4 separate regions of the Mus musculus genome follow, and all the other regions are linked to region 3. The links are chromatin contacts, called in public Hi-C and HiChIP or PLAC-seq maps. All regions are on one chromosome and are shown on one strand. Each heading gives the region's core, a stretch centred on a gene start, on an enhancer-like site or on the middle of the called end of the contact. The rest is flanking DNA. Distances are from core to core; before and after follow the strand shown. Region 1 has its middle 22 kb from the start of Gm23003. Region 2 has its middle 42 kb from the start of Gm23003. Region 3 overlaps Nxpe3 (neurexophilin and PC-esterase domain family, member 3). Region 4 has its middle 100 kb from the start of Gm23003.

The links. HiChIP or PLAC-seq counts read pairs in DNA pulled down with a chosen protein or histone mark. A called contact is a pair of places that touch in the nucleus more often than the background predicts.
Region 1: a contact with region 3 is called in a Hi-C map of bone marrow-derived macrophages, with 2.7 times the contacts expected there. The contact joins two enhancer-like sites. A contact is called at or near these places in 8 of 39 promoter capture datasets (the 3T3-L1 cell line, 3T3-L1-derived adipocytes, the HPC-7 cell line and 3 more), 2 of 15 datasets of contacts at CTCF or cohesin (CD8 T cells and large pre-B cells), 10 of 484 Hi-C or Micro-C datasets (3T3-L1-derived adipocytes, bone marrow, bone marrow-derived macrophages and 6 more), 6 of 115 datasets of contacts at active chromatin or transcription factors (embryonic fibroblasts, fibro-adipogenic progenitors, intestinal villus epithelium and 3 more) and 2 of 9 other capture datasets (adipose tissue and embryonic stem cells).
Region 2: a CTCF HiChIP or PLAC-seq map of pro-B cells shows a contact between it and region 3, with 6 times the contacts expected there. The contact joins two enhancer-like sites. A contact is called at or near these places in 5 of 39 promoter capture datasets (the 3T3-L1 cell line, the C10 cell line, liver and 1 more), 3 of 15 datasets of contacts at CTCF or cohesin (CD8 T cells, the NIH/3T3 cell line and pro-B cells), 6 of 484 Hi-C or Micro-C datasets (B cells, CD4 T cells, CD8 T cells and 3 more), 2 of 115 datasets of contacts at active chromatin or transcription factors (bone marrow-derived dendritic cells and large pre-B cells) and 1 of 9 other capture datasets (embryonic stem cells).
Region 4: a Hi-C map of bone marrow-derived macrophages shows a contact between it and region 3, with 5 times the contacts expected there. The contact joins two enhancer-like sites. A contact is called at or near these places in 4 of 39 promoter capture datasets (the C10 cell line, liver, neutrophils and 1 more), 2 of 15 datasets of contacts at CTCF or cohesin (large pre-B cells and pro-B cells), 18 of 484 Hi-C or Micro-C datasets (B cells, the Ba/F3 cell line, CD8 T cells and 12 more), 1 of 115 datasets of contacts at active chromatin or transcription factors (bone marrow-derived dendritic cells) and 1 of 9 other capture datasets (bone marrow-derived macrophages).

Annotation. Positions count from the first base shown.
Region 1 is chr16:55,615,434-55,618,133 of GRCm38.p6, reverse strand. No RefSeq gene overlaps it. Among named protein-coding and RNA genes, the nearest start is that of Gm23003, 22 kb to the right of the region's middle. Within about 2 kb of position 1,338, at least 20 of the 459 cell types and tissues checked have an H3K27ac peak or open chromatin away from gene starts, as enhancers often do. A contact at or near this core is called in bone marrow-derived macrophages, where this site is marked.
Region 2 is chr16:55,635,360-55,638,059 of GRCm38.p6, reverse strand. No RefSeq gene overlaps it. Among named protein-coding and RNA genes, the nearest start is that of Gm23003, 42 kb to the right of the region's middle. Within about 2 kb of position 1,284, at least 145 of the 459 cell types and tissues checked have an H3K27ac peak or open chromatin away from gene starts, as enhancers often do. A contact at or near this core is called in bone marrow-derived macrophages and pro-B cells, where this site is marked.
Region 3 is chr16:55,851,744-55,854,443 of GRCm38.p6, reverse strand. The region is part of intron 4 of Nxpe3 (neurexophilin and PC-esterase domain family, member 3); the gene reads left to right. Among named protein-coding and RNA genes, the nearest start is that of Nfkbiz, 31 kb to the right of the region's middle. Within about 2 kb of position 1,358, at least 6 of the 459 cell types and tissues checked have an H3K27ac peak or open chromatin away from gene starts, as enhancers often do. A contact at or near this core is called in bone marrow-derived macrophages and pro-B cells, where this site is marked.
Region 4 is chr16:55,696,876-55,699,575 of GRCm38.p6, reverse strand. No RefSeq gene overlaps it. Among named protein-coding and RNA genes, the nearest start is that of Gm23003, 100 kb to the right of the region's middle. Within about 2 kb of position 1,350, at least 54 of the 459 cell types and tissues checked have an H3K27ac peak or open chromatin away from gene starts, as enhancers often do. A contact at or near this core is called in bone marrow-derived macrophages and pro-B cells, where this site is marked.

The sequences.
Region 1 (2,700 bases), core at 89-2,588, 240 kb after region 3:
GCAATGGGGTGTCACTACACAGTTAGGGAAGGTAACAGATTGTGCTGTCTTGGATGTGGCCTTCTTGATCCATAACTCAAACACAGATATCTGAGGCCCTCGGCTTCAATTTTCACCTAACAACTTGTATCTTCTACATTGTTTACCTAATTAAAAGTTGAAGAATTACGAGGACAAATAGAAATGATGTGTGGTAGTAATGACTGAGAATCATTACTTCCTTTATAAGATTGTACATAAACATTATTTCTTTGAAAGCTTTCCCTAAAGCCATTCCTAGACCATCTCTATCCTTGCTAAGAAAGGCATCTAAATTCCCAGTTCCCAGTTAAACACAGCCCTTATTTACTTCATGACCTCTGTAGTCTTGACTTTTGCCCTACCTGTTACCCTGGAAACGTATTGCAGTTCCAGACACTGATGATCTCTCAGTCACTCACGCCTGAGGCGTCACTTTGCCATCAACCTCCCAGTACACCTCTTTCCTGCATAGCACCGCCACTCAGCTTAGTGACAGCACATTTTTGTTGAGTGCCTAATGTGTGTCAGAGAATTCCTGGGGTATGAAACTCAGATAACAGCTGGTAAATGGTTGAAGCAACTGCAGGCTTGAATTTGATAGGTTAAGATGAAATGAACTGATGAAAAAAAAAAACAAAAAAAACAAAAAACAAAAACAAAAACAAAAACCAAAAACAAAAAAACCCCAAAACCCCAAATACAAGAAACCAAACCCCAAACCCCACAACTTCTAGAGCAGCACTGATCCACTGAATAAGATGCAAGCCATATATGTGATTTTGAACTTTGTAGTGGCCACATTTAAAAAGGAGATCAATCTTAATCATTTTAAACATAGATTTAACCATATTTCAAACATGTAGTAGTCTTGTAGGCATATAGAACAGTCTAGAATATATGTAACCAACCAGAGAAAGACATTTTTATGTTTTAAAAGTAGAATGAGTTTTCATAGCAATTAAGTCCATTTAATAATGCTAAAACTCCAAGAGGAAGTTCTTTTTTTTATTAGATATTTTCTTCATTTACATTTCATATGCTATCCTGAGAGTCCCCTGTACCCTCCCCCAGCCCTGTTCCCCAACCCACCCACTCCTGCTTCCTGGCCCTGGCATTCAAGAGGAAGTTCTTTAGTGGGAATGAGACCAAAACCAGGGCTGACACAGCTTTCTAATTACCCTCATCTAATTATCCCCCTTTAAAACAAAGGCAATACATACTGGAACAACAATTTAGACAAGGCAGAATTGTGTAAAGGAATGTTTAAGCTGGCATAGTGGCCCAGGCTTGTGAACCCAGGAGGCTGTGAGTTGCTGTCCAGCCAGACCTACATAGCAAGGCTCTGTCTCAAAAGAAAATGAGGAAGCAAATAAGCAATCAACAACTGTTTAATATTTTTTATTGTATTAAGAAACTTAAAATTATAAACCTAAGTGCACTTGAGTACAGAAGCTGGAGGAGGGCAATGGAGTCCCTGAAGACTGGATGAGCATTACTGCTCTAAAGTGCTGAGTCATCTCTCCAGACTGGTGTTTAACACCTTTCTACTCTCTATCTCAGAGTTAAGAAATGCTAATGAAATATATCCTTCTAGATCTACATTTAGAAAAAGGGTATCCAAACACACGTGTGTTGACTTTCTAACACAAATGAGAGAGAGATGAGACAGTTTGCCTTCTGTCCCTCTTTTTCTGCCTGACCCTCTTGTGTGTGGTTTGTGTGTGTGTGACTTGGGTATATGTGTGTGTGTATGAGTGTGTGTTTATGTGTGTGTATGTGTGTATATGTATATGTGTGTATAGTATTAAAGGACAGAGTTTGATATCTGATGTTTTCCTTGGTCAGAAGCGTGTTGATTTAGCTCATTCATCTCAGGAATCCCCTACCTCTGCCTCTCAAGAAAGTGCTAAAATTCCAAGTGGGCGGCCATACCCACCTACCCTTTTAAAAAAGCATGTATGTATGTATGTATGATGTATGTATGCGTGTGAATAGGTATATGCATTGCCAGAACACAAGTGTAGAGGCCAAAGGACAGCTTCCAGGACTTGGTTTTCTTCTAATATATGGGTCTGAGGGATTGAATTAAATGTCAGCCTTGGTGGCAAAAGCATGCTTACCTGCTGAGCCATCATAAGAACAGATTCCAACTTGGCTTTTATGTGGGTACTGGGAATCTGAACTCCAGTCCTAATGCAATAGGGAGCAACTGTTTTGTTCAGTGAGCTATCCCCCAGCCCTTCCTTCTTTATTGACTAAGCTATCATTGATGTCTCTTAAGTCAATACATGTATATCTCACTCTTTTTTTTAAATGGGTGCATCCTTTACTATGTAGCTGGCAATCAATATTTGTGCAAACATTTACCTGTTGAGATGGCATGTCCTCTTGAGGTGTCTTTGAGTCAGGCAAGTTTGTGGTGAAAGTTTGTGAGGGCACAGTTAACTTTAGCTGTAGATTCTTGTGTAGCAGCTATTTTGAGTGGTTATCATTAAATTTTACACTCATTTTCTTTCCGATTTCTCCAATGACTGTGCTCCCATCTCCTGATTCTAGGGGAGGCAGAATCAAGGACCTGTTGCCTTGAGGCATGATGACATTTTATTTTCCTTTGGGCCTTTCCTGTCTCGCTCTTGCGTCACTTGTATGACTGCAGTCACTTTCCCAAGGAATGGCCTG
Region 2 (2,700 bases), core at 35-2,534, 220 kb after region 3:
AGCTACAAACACTTCCATACTTGTCCCTCAAACCAGTTCCAAAGGCCTGTAAACTACAGCAATAAATAAGCTTCTTAGGATACATTCTTTTTTTTATTACTTACCTTTGTCATTGCTGTGACCTTATAAAAATCAACTTAAGGAAGGATAGACAAAAAGGTTTTGGGGAAGAAAGTCCATCATATCGGGGAAAGTAAGTCAGCCAGGGCTGTCTTTGCTAGGTTACTAGGAGCTGGTGACACCGCTTCTATATGTCCACTTCAGGAAGCACGGAGCTCTTACAAGACTAGGTTATAGCCTCAAGACTTGATTCAAGTGTCCTATTTCCACCAGCCAGTCCTTATGACTTTTTTGTTTGTTTGTTTTTGTTTTCTTTTGTTTTGTTTTTCGAGACAGGGTTTCTCTGTATAGCCCTGGCTGTCCTGGAACTCACTCTGTAGACCAGGCTGGCCTCCAACTCAGAAATCTGCCTGCCTCTGCCTCCCAAGTGCTGGGATTAAAGGCGTGCGCCACCAGTCCCTTTGTCTTAAAAGTTCTACAGCTTCCCCAAACAGCACCACCAAGTATTCAAACACAGAAGCAGACAGTGGACATACCATTTTCAAACGGTAACACCAGGTAGACTAAGGGCTTATGGTAATATTATGTTTCTAATCATGCAACCTGATGTCTGGTGAATGTTGGCTTAGGGTTTTCAAGGTAGTGCCTGTGTATGTTTTGGCAGTTATTCCACCACAGACCCTAAGATCAGAGTTACATGGTGAGGCTAATAAGATGGTCAACTTCCCCCAAAAGGTGTTTTTTTTTTTTTTTTTAAATTGGTCAGACGAATGTTTGTGGAATTTCTGCAGTACCCAAGTCTGAAAGACTTTGAGGAAAAGGTCAATGAGTTTCAGCCATGCCCAACCATGGGCAACAGACCAGAACTGTGTTATCCCTCCTGCCACAGAAATTCTAGTTCAATTTCTCATTAGTGATAATGAAACTAACTCTGGTAAAAGGAAATCACATGACAATACCACAGCTGTTTCACTGAAAGTGCTACTAACTTGAGCTGTAAAACGTTTCAAAGCCTTAGCTTTGGGTGTTGGCTTCAAGAAGACGCCCAATGGGGGGAAAACACCCAAAGGAAGTAAAGGTGGACACTTGTGTTTCAAACTGAGAACTTGTAACTGAGAATGTTCCAAATGTTCAAGAAGGAATGGCCAGAGTTTAGGGGTTGTTGGAAGGTGGAAGGCCACTGAGACATTAGAGGTAAATGCTCTGGGGGGTTCTTTTGGCCACAAGAAATGACTCAAATGAGTCACACATAGCAGAGAATCCTGTGAGCCATATGACCTAACTGACAAAGGGGCTTAGAGGAACAGAAATAGAGTTTAGAAATGAGGTCTGAGATGCAGACATTCAAATTAAGCTCATTGGCTTCTTTCACATGAGATGGTGGGATTATAAGGTAAATAAGAAGTCAGGTCTCCAGAGGGTTTGGAGAAGGCTTTGGAGGTGTATAATGAGGCGCCTGACCTTCTGTCCGCACACATTAGTAAGACTTTCTCACTCTTCAGGAACTCTGTCTCACACTTGCCACTGATATGGTCTACTCACTCTCTGCTGGGAAGCCTGAGGAAGAAGCAGACAGGTGAGAATCCTCAGTTATAGCCTTGGAAGCTCACCAGAACAAGGATGGAAATTCCCAAGCTGCCTGTGTGGCTGTCCATCGATGAGTCATTTATAGCCCAAAGGCCATGTGTAGCTTGGGCAGCTCCCAGGGAGAGCTCAGCCACTTGGTTTCCGAATAAAATATTAGGAAGCCTCTGTGAGTTTTGTTAATAAGCCCAAATATATTCATCTTGGTAGTTAAGACTAGCAGCAAATTTTATTAGTTCAATTACAGTGGTTAGTAAAGATAATGATGCTTTATAAAAATACAGATGTATATGTACACACACACACACACACACACACACACACACACACACACACACACGATCATCAGGGATGTTAGGGTTTATTTTAATATCCTTGCACCACCTGAATTAAAAAATATATTGGGTTGGAGAGGTGCCTCTTCCAGATCCTGAGTTCAATTCCCAGCAACCACATGGTGACTCATGACCATCTGTAATGGGATCTGACACCCTCTTCTGATATGTCTGAAGAGAGTGACAATGTACTCATAATATATATATATATTATGGCTAAGACTGACTCCTATCTCTGAGAGGTATTTTGTCTTCCTTCCCTCCAGAAATGGAGTAGGCAGATGTCAAAGGGAAATGATGAATCTCTAAAAAATCTCACACAAATAACATTATAATATCTTGTAAAAAAAAAACTGAACCAATAGCATCTAAGCAATATCAGGTTTAATTTACCAATATAGTTGCTGACTATATACCAAGAAAGGAGAGGATAAAACAGGACTCTGGGCCGTGATTCTCCCTGAGGGAAATAAACAAAACTGCACTATAAAAACTTATATTATGGGGATATATATATATCCCCATAATATAAGGAGTTTTTTTTCTGTTTGGGAGAAAAAATAATCTAGTCGGTATTTTTATTTTTCCTAAATTGACAGCATATCAGATTATATAAATGCCATTTTTCTCTGTGGCAATCTTGCACATACCATAAACAATATTTAGACACGTTAAAAATTGAGGCTATAGGTTGGAATCTGTACTATGTGAGAATATTTAT
Region 3 (2,700 bases), core at 109-2,608:
CAGACACACACACACACATTCGTGCTCACACACACAGAAACAGACACACACACTCATGCTCACACACAGACAGACACAGACACACGCACACATACACACTCGTGCTCACACACACAGACACACACACTCATGCTCACACACACAGACACATAATCATGCTCACACACAGACACAGACACACACACACTCGTGCACACACACACACACACACACACACACACACACACACACATCTAAACAGGGCAACAGCACATAATCACTTTGTACCAGACTCCGAATGACATTGTCAGGGAAGATTTTTAGACCGATGTGAAAGAATTCATAACCTTTGCCCCTTTCTTGTTTTTCTATGACTTCTATATTTTGAAGCTTTCTTTCCTACAAGTTTTACTACTTATATATAAGCTAATTCATATTTAGAATGCAGTGTATGGCTCGAAACTGCCCTGCTACCAACACTCAAATGCTGTCATTTTAGTCAAAAGCAAGAAACTGTTTTTAGTCAGAGTAGACCTGCTTATCAAAGGCAAGAGTCTAGTGGAGGACAGACTTCCCCAGTGTCAGAATGACTGATGAATCGTTACTAGTCTCTGTGCTGTGGTCCCTACACACTCACAGCTAAATGACGCAGGGTCTTTGATGGATCCCACCCTCGTTGGAAATTGAACTCATTCCTTTATTTGGGACCTTGCTTATCTTGCTGAGATGGTACCCAAATTTCTGCCCTTAATTCTCATGGTATCACTGTCATCCTTTCATCTTTATAGGTTATTGAGGAAAATTTCTCAGCCTTTATTCCTCTCATTTTTGTTCTGTTTTTGGTCCAGATAACCCTCATTAGAGTAATGGATGATGTAGAGTTGTATGGCACTGTCTTCCCCCGCCCCCGAAGAAATTACCATCATCATATGTTTGCATAAGGTCACCGCAGCCGAGTTTGTTGGCATTCTCTCACGAGGGATCGGGAGCGTCTTTGGATACTCACCTGAGCCACCAGCTAGTTCTCTTTGCCATTTGTCTTGGCTGCCAGTGACCTTTGGGGTCTCTGGTGGGGAAGACGATGAGAACAACTGGACTCCATCGGTTGCTACGGGGAAGCCAGTTCCTGTCGCTGCGTGAAGATATTCCAGTGTGGTTCCTCAGGGTCACACACACTCCTGTCAGTAACCCCTCATCCATGGTCTTTAAGTAGGCCCAGTAAACTCATTGGTTACGCAGGGTGAATCTTAGTTTGTCTTTGGGACTGTTGTAGGTGGGGGATAGATATTGATTAGTGCCCCCTATGGAGGAAATACCCGTAGTACATGGGAAACCCCAAAATACACTTTTAAAGCAGCATTTGAAATGAGTCAGGAGACACTTTTGTACAAATTGACCGCAAGGGGGCACTAGAGGCACGTGCGTTTCGCTCCTAAACAGCATCCTACATTTAAAGAATGAATGTCGGGTTCAGTAATTGATTTGCTTTGCTTGACTAAACTCTGGTAGTAAATATAATTAACATTCTCATGGAAATGGTAATTGCTTCCTGTGTGATATATACTTTTCTTTTTAACATGTATTTGACACAAAATAACTGAATCTGCCAAATTACCAGGGGTAAAATTGTAACTTCAAAATCACTTTTAATTCTCATTCCAGTAAATATTTTCTTTGTGCCCCAGGTGCATTCTCTGCAGGTCTCTGGCTATGCGGCTTTGATACGTTAAATCAAGGAGGGCAGGTGAGACAGCTCAGCTGGAAAAGCCCTGCCGGTCTAGCCTGATGACCTGAGTTTGATCCCTTGGCTTCCGCATAGCAGAAGGAGAGAACCTACTCCTGTAATACACACACACACACTCACACACACACAGACACACACACAGACACACACACACTCACACACACACAGACACACACACACTCACACACACAGACACACTCACACACACACAGACACACACACAGACACACACACACACACACAGACACAGACACACACACACAGACACACACACACACACAGAAACACAGACACACACACACACAGAGACACAGACACACACACACACAGACACACACACAGACACACACACAGACACACACACAGACACAGACACACAGACACACACACACACACAGACACACACACACACTCACACACACACAGACACACATACACAGACACACACACACAGAAACACAGACACACACACACACAGACACACACACACAGAGACACAGACACACACACAGACACACACAGAGACATACACACACAGAGACACACACACACACACAGACACACACACAGACACACACACAGACACACACACACAGACACACACACAGACACACACAGAGACACACACACACAGAGACACACACACACAGACACACACACACTCTTTCTCTCTGTGGCACGCATGCGCACATGTGTACACACTGAATGTAATAATAATATAATGAAACAAAGGAGTTGGGAGCTAGCTGGAGGCAAAGCAACACTTGACATCCAGTTGGGGTTTTATTTTCTCACCAGGATTCTTTTGGCATCCTTCTGAGATGGAGTCATGCTGTGTGCCTAAGTTGGTCTTGAACTTCTGAGAACAAGCGATCCTCCTGCCTCAGCCTCCTGAGTTTTGGAGCTGTACCTCCCGAGTGTACCCTGCTATTTCTAGCCGAGGAAATTACTCCCGAATAAGTCAAATGAATGTTTAG
Region 4 (2,700 bases), core at 101-2,600, 150 kb after region 3:
TGTAGTCATTCATGTCTTGGTCAATAGTAATCTCGGCATAAGTTGCTAAATCTTATTCCCTATGGGACTCTGACAGAAACCATTAGCATGTTATGCCTCAATTAAGATTCTTAAAAATGGAGGTGCCTCGTGGCTGAGTCTTCCTTTGTGAGGTCTCAGCTGCCGACTCTTCTTGCTCCATGCCTGCTTTCATGCTGCCACACTCCCTGCCACCATGGTCATGGGCTCTATCCCTCTGAAACTAAAACGTCACTCACCATTGTTTAAGACTCAAAGATACAAAGACGCGAATCGAGAGGCAAAGAGTGCAATAGATAGAATGGCAGACTGCAATACATCATTAAGAAGCAGAAAGAGAAAAAGTCAATTTATAAAGATATCAACAACCCCTTCCTCTTCTAAGTGGAGGCATGTCTATGGGAACTCATTGGAGAGTGACAGGAATTCCAGTTCTGGGAATTTTAGAAATAGTTTGAGAGTGTATGCTGAAGACATTTTACTAAAGCTGTTCCAAGATTTTTGCTGGCTCAAAATCTCAAAGAATCACCCTGTGCCACCTGAAGAACCCAGTAAGACCCAGGTGGGTATTCCCTGGACTCTGTATTGCTCCCACACTACCCATTTCTCATTGATACTCATTATGCTAAGATGTTGCTGTCCAGAGTAGTCTGTGTTCTTGAGGAAGTGGTGGTGGTGAATAGGAGCGCTGCTCTGCTCTGTAGCTGCCACACTTTCCAGCTGTAGGTGACGCTACTCTTTGGACAGGGTCATTTGGTGCCACCTTCAATAAGCTCAACTATGAAGCAAATGGCTTGCTATGAATAGGCTCTGACTTCTATAGAGGAAATGATGAAACAACAGAGGAAGTTGATAGGAACAGAAAGAAAGTTGTCAGCAGTTTCATTTGAGAATAATATCATTGTGGTCTCAAGTTTCTGAAGTCAAAAACAGTCCAGGGAGAAAATCCCTTCGCCATTCTTCCTCTTTTACAGAAGGACAAAAGAAAAAAAAGCACTTGAGCATATGACTTCATCAGTTATGTGTTGGTTTAGAGGTTGGGCTCAGGAAACTCACTTATCATTTACTGTAGCTGTTTTCAAAAAAAAAAGTTCTAAACAGCATTGCTGACTCTAAAACCACTAGCATTTCTAGGCTAAACAATTCTGAGTGTTTCAGGGTGTCCCTCTGGTGGAAAATTGAAAACACTTGTGGCATTTTCTGTGGGGAAAGATGGTAAATAAATACGGAAATCATACAGGTTATTATTTTTTCCCTACAAGTAGAAGGAAACTTGTTTGCTATTCCTTCGTTAATGCAAAAGTGTTGCCAAGCTCCATGGTAAGATGAAGACCGTTTCCTTCACACCTCTGTGAGTGTGAGGAGATCTGGTAACAACAGGCCAAGAGATGTAGCTTCCCTCTTGTTGGTAGAAGACTTGCCTCTTGTGCACAAAATTCTAGATTTGATCCATTATAAACTGGGCATAATCTCAGCATTATTATTATTATTATTATTATTATTATTATTATTATTATTATTACTATTATTGGAGCAAGAGGTAGGAGGGATCATAGGATCCAACTTATCCTTTGTTACATCTAGAGGTTGAGGCTAGCATAGGATATTTGAGACCCTGTATCAGAGAACCAAACTGTTCAGTCAGCACAAAGCAAACAGTTGGAATTTCACTCTATGAGTAATGATGCTGAATGTCGGGAGGGAAGGGAAAGCATGGTTGGGATGTATTGTATAAGAGAAGAATCTATTTTCAACAGAAATAAAAAGATAAAAATGTATTTGGTAGTCATGTTTTTTTTTTTTGAAAAATATGTATGCGTGTCCATTTTAAGTAAGATACTATTACCTTTGTTTTTTGTTATTTAAGAAGCAGTGACATTTCTCCATTTGGTAGCAAAAGAGAAAATTGGAGGAGCTGAGAGCTTTAGAAGGACACACATGGTCCTGGGTTTATAGATGAATGAGTTTAAAACAAAGGTCGAGAAGTGGCTTCCAGGACCTGAGAATGTCCCTTGGCAAATAATCAACTAGGAAATAAGGGCCTGAGTCCTAAAGCCACATGAAACTGAGTTCTGCCATTGACAGAAAGAGGCTCAGAAGATCTCATGATCCAGAGGAGGTGACAGCTGGCACCCCCAGTATGAAGATACAGAGAGATTAAGAGTCAGAGGATGAGGCTGGAACAATGTCTCAGTGGGTAAGAGCCCTGCTGTGTAAGTATGAGGATATGAGTCCAGATGCCCACTATTTATATACAAGTGAGCCTGGTAGCACGGCACAGAGCCTGAGTGCTCACCAGCAGCCTAGCCAAAACACTGAACTTCAAGGTCAGTGAGGTCGCATCTCGGTGAATAAGGTAGAGAATGATAGAGTAAGCCAACATCCTCGTCTGGCCTCTGCATGAGCTTACATTGGCACACACATCTGTATTCGTACAATACAATCATGCATATACCACAAACATATAGAGCCCCAAATAGTACTATTATAATTAGCTATTCATAGGCAAAATAAAGAACTTTAGGTCATGTTTGGCACTAATGTCCTAGGTTGATTCAAAATGGACTATACACCTAAACATATGAACTGAACTAAATATGAAAAAAAAAATCATAGACAGGGTCCAGTACCGACCTACCAGGTAAGTTGTACCCATTGGTGCAATAACGGTACTCTGGCTCT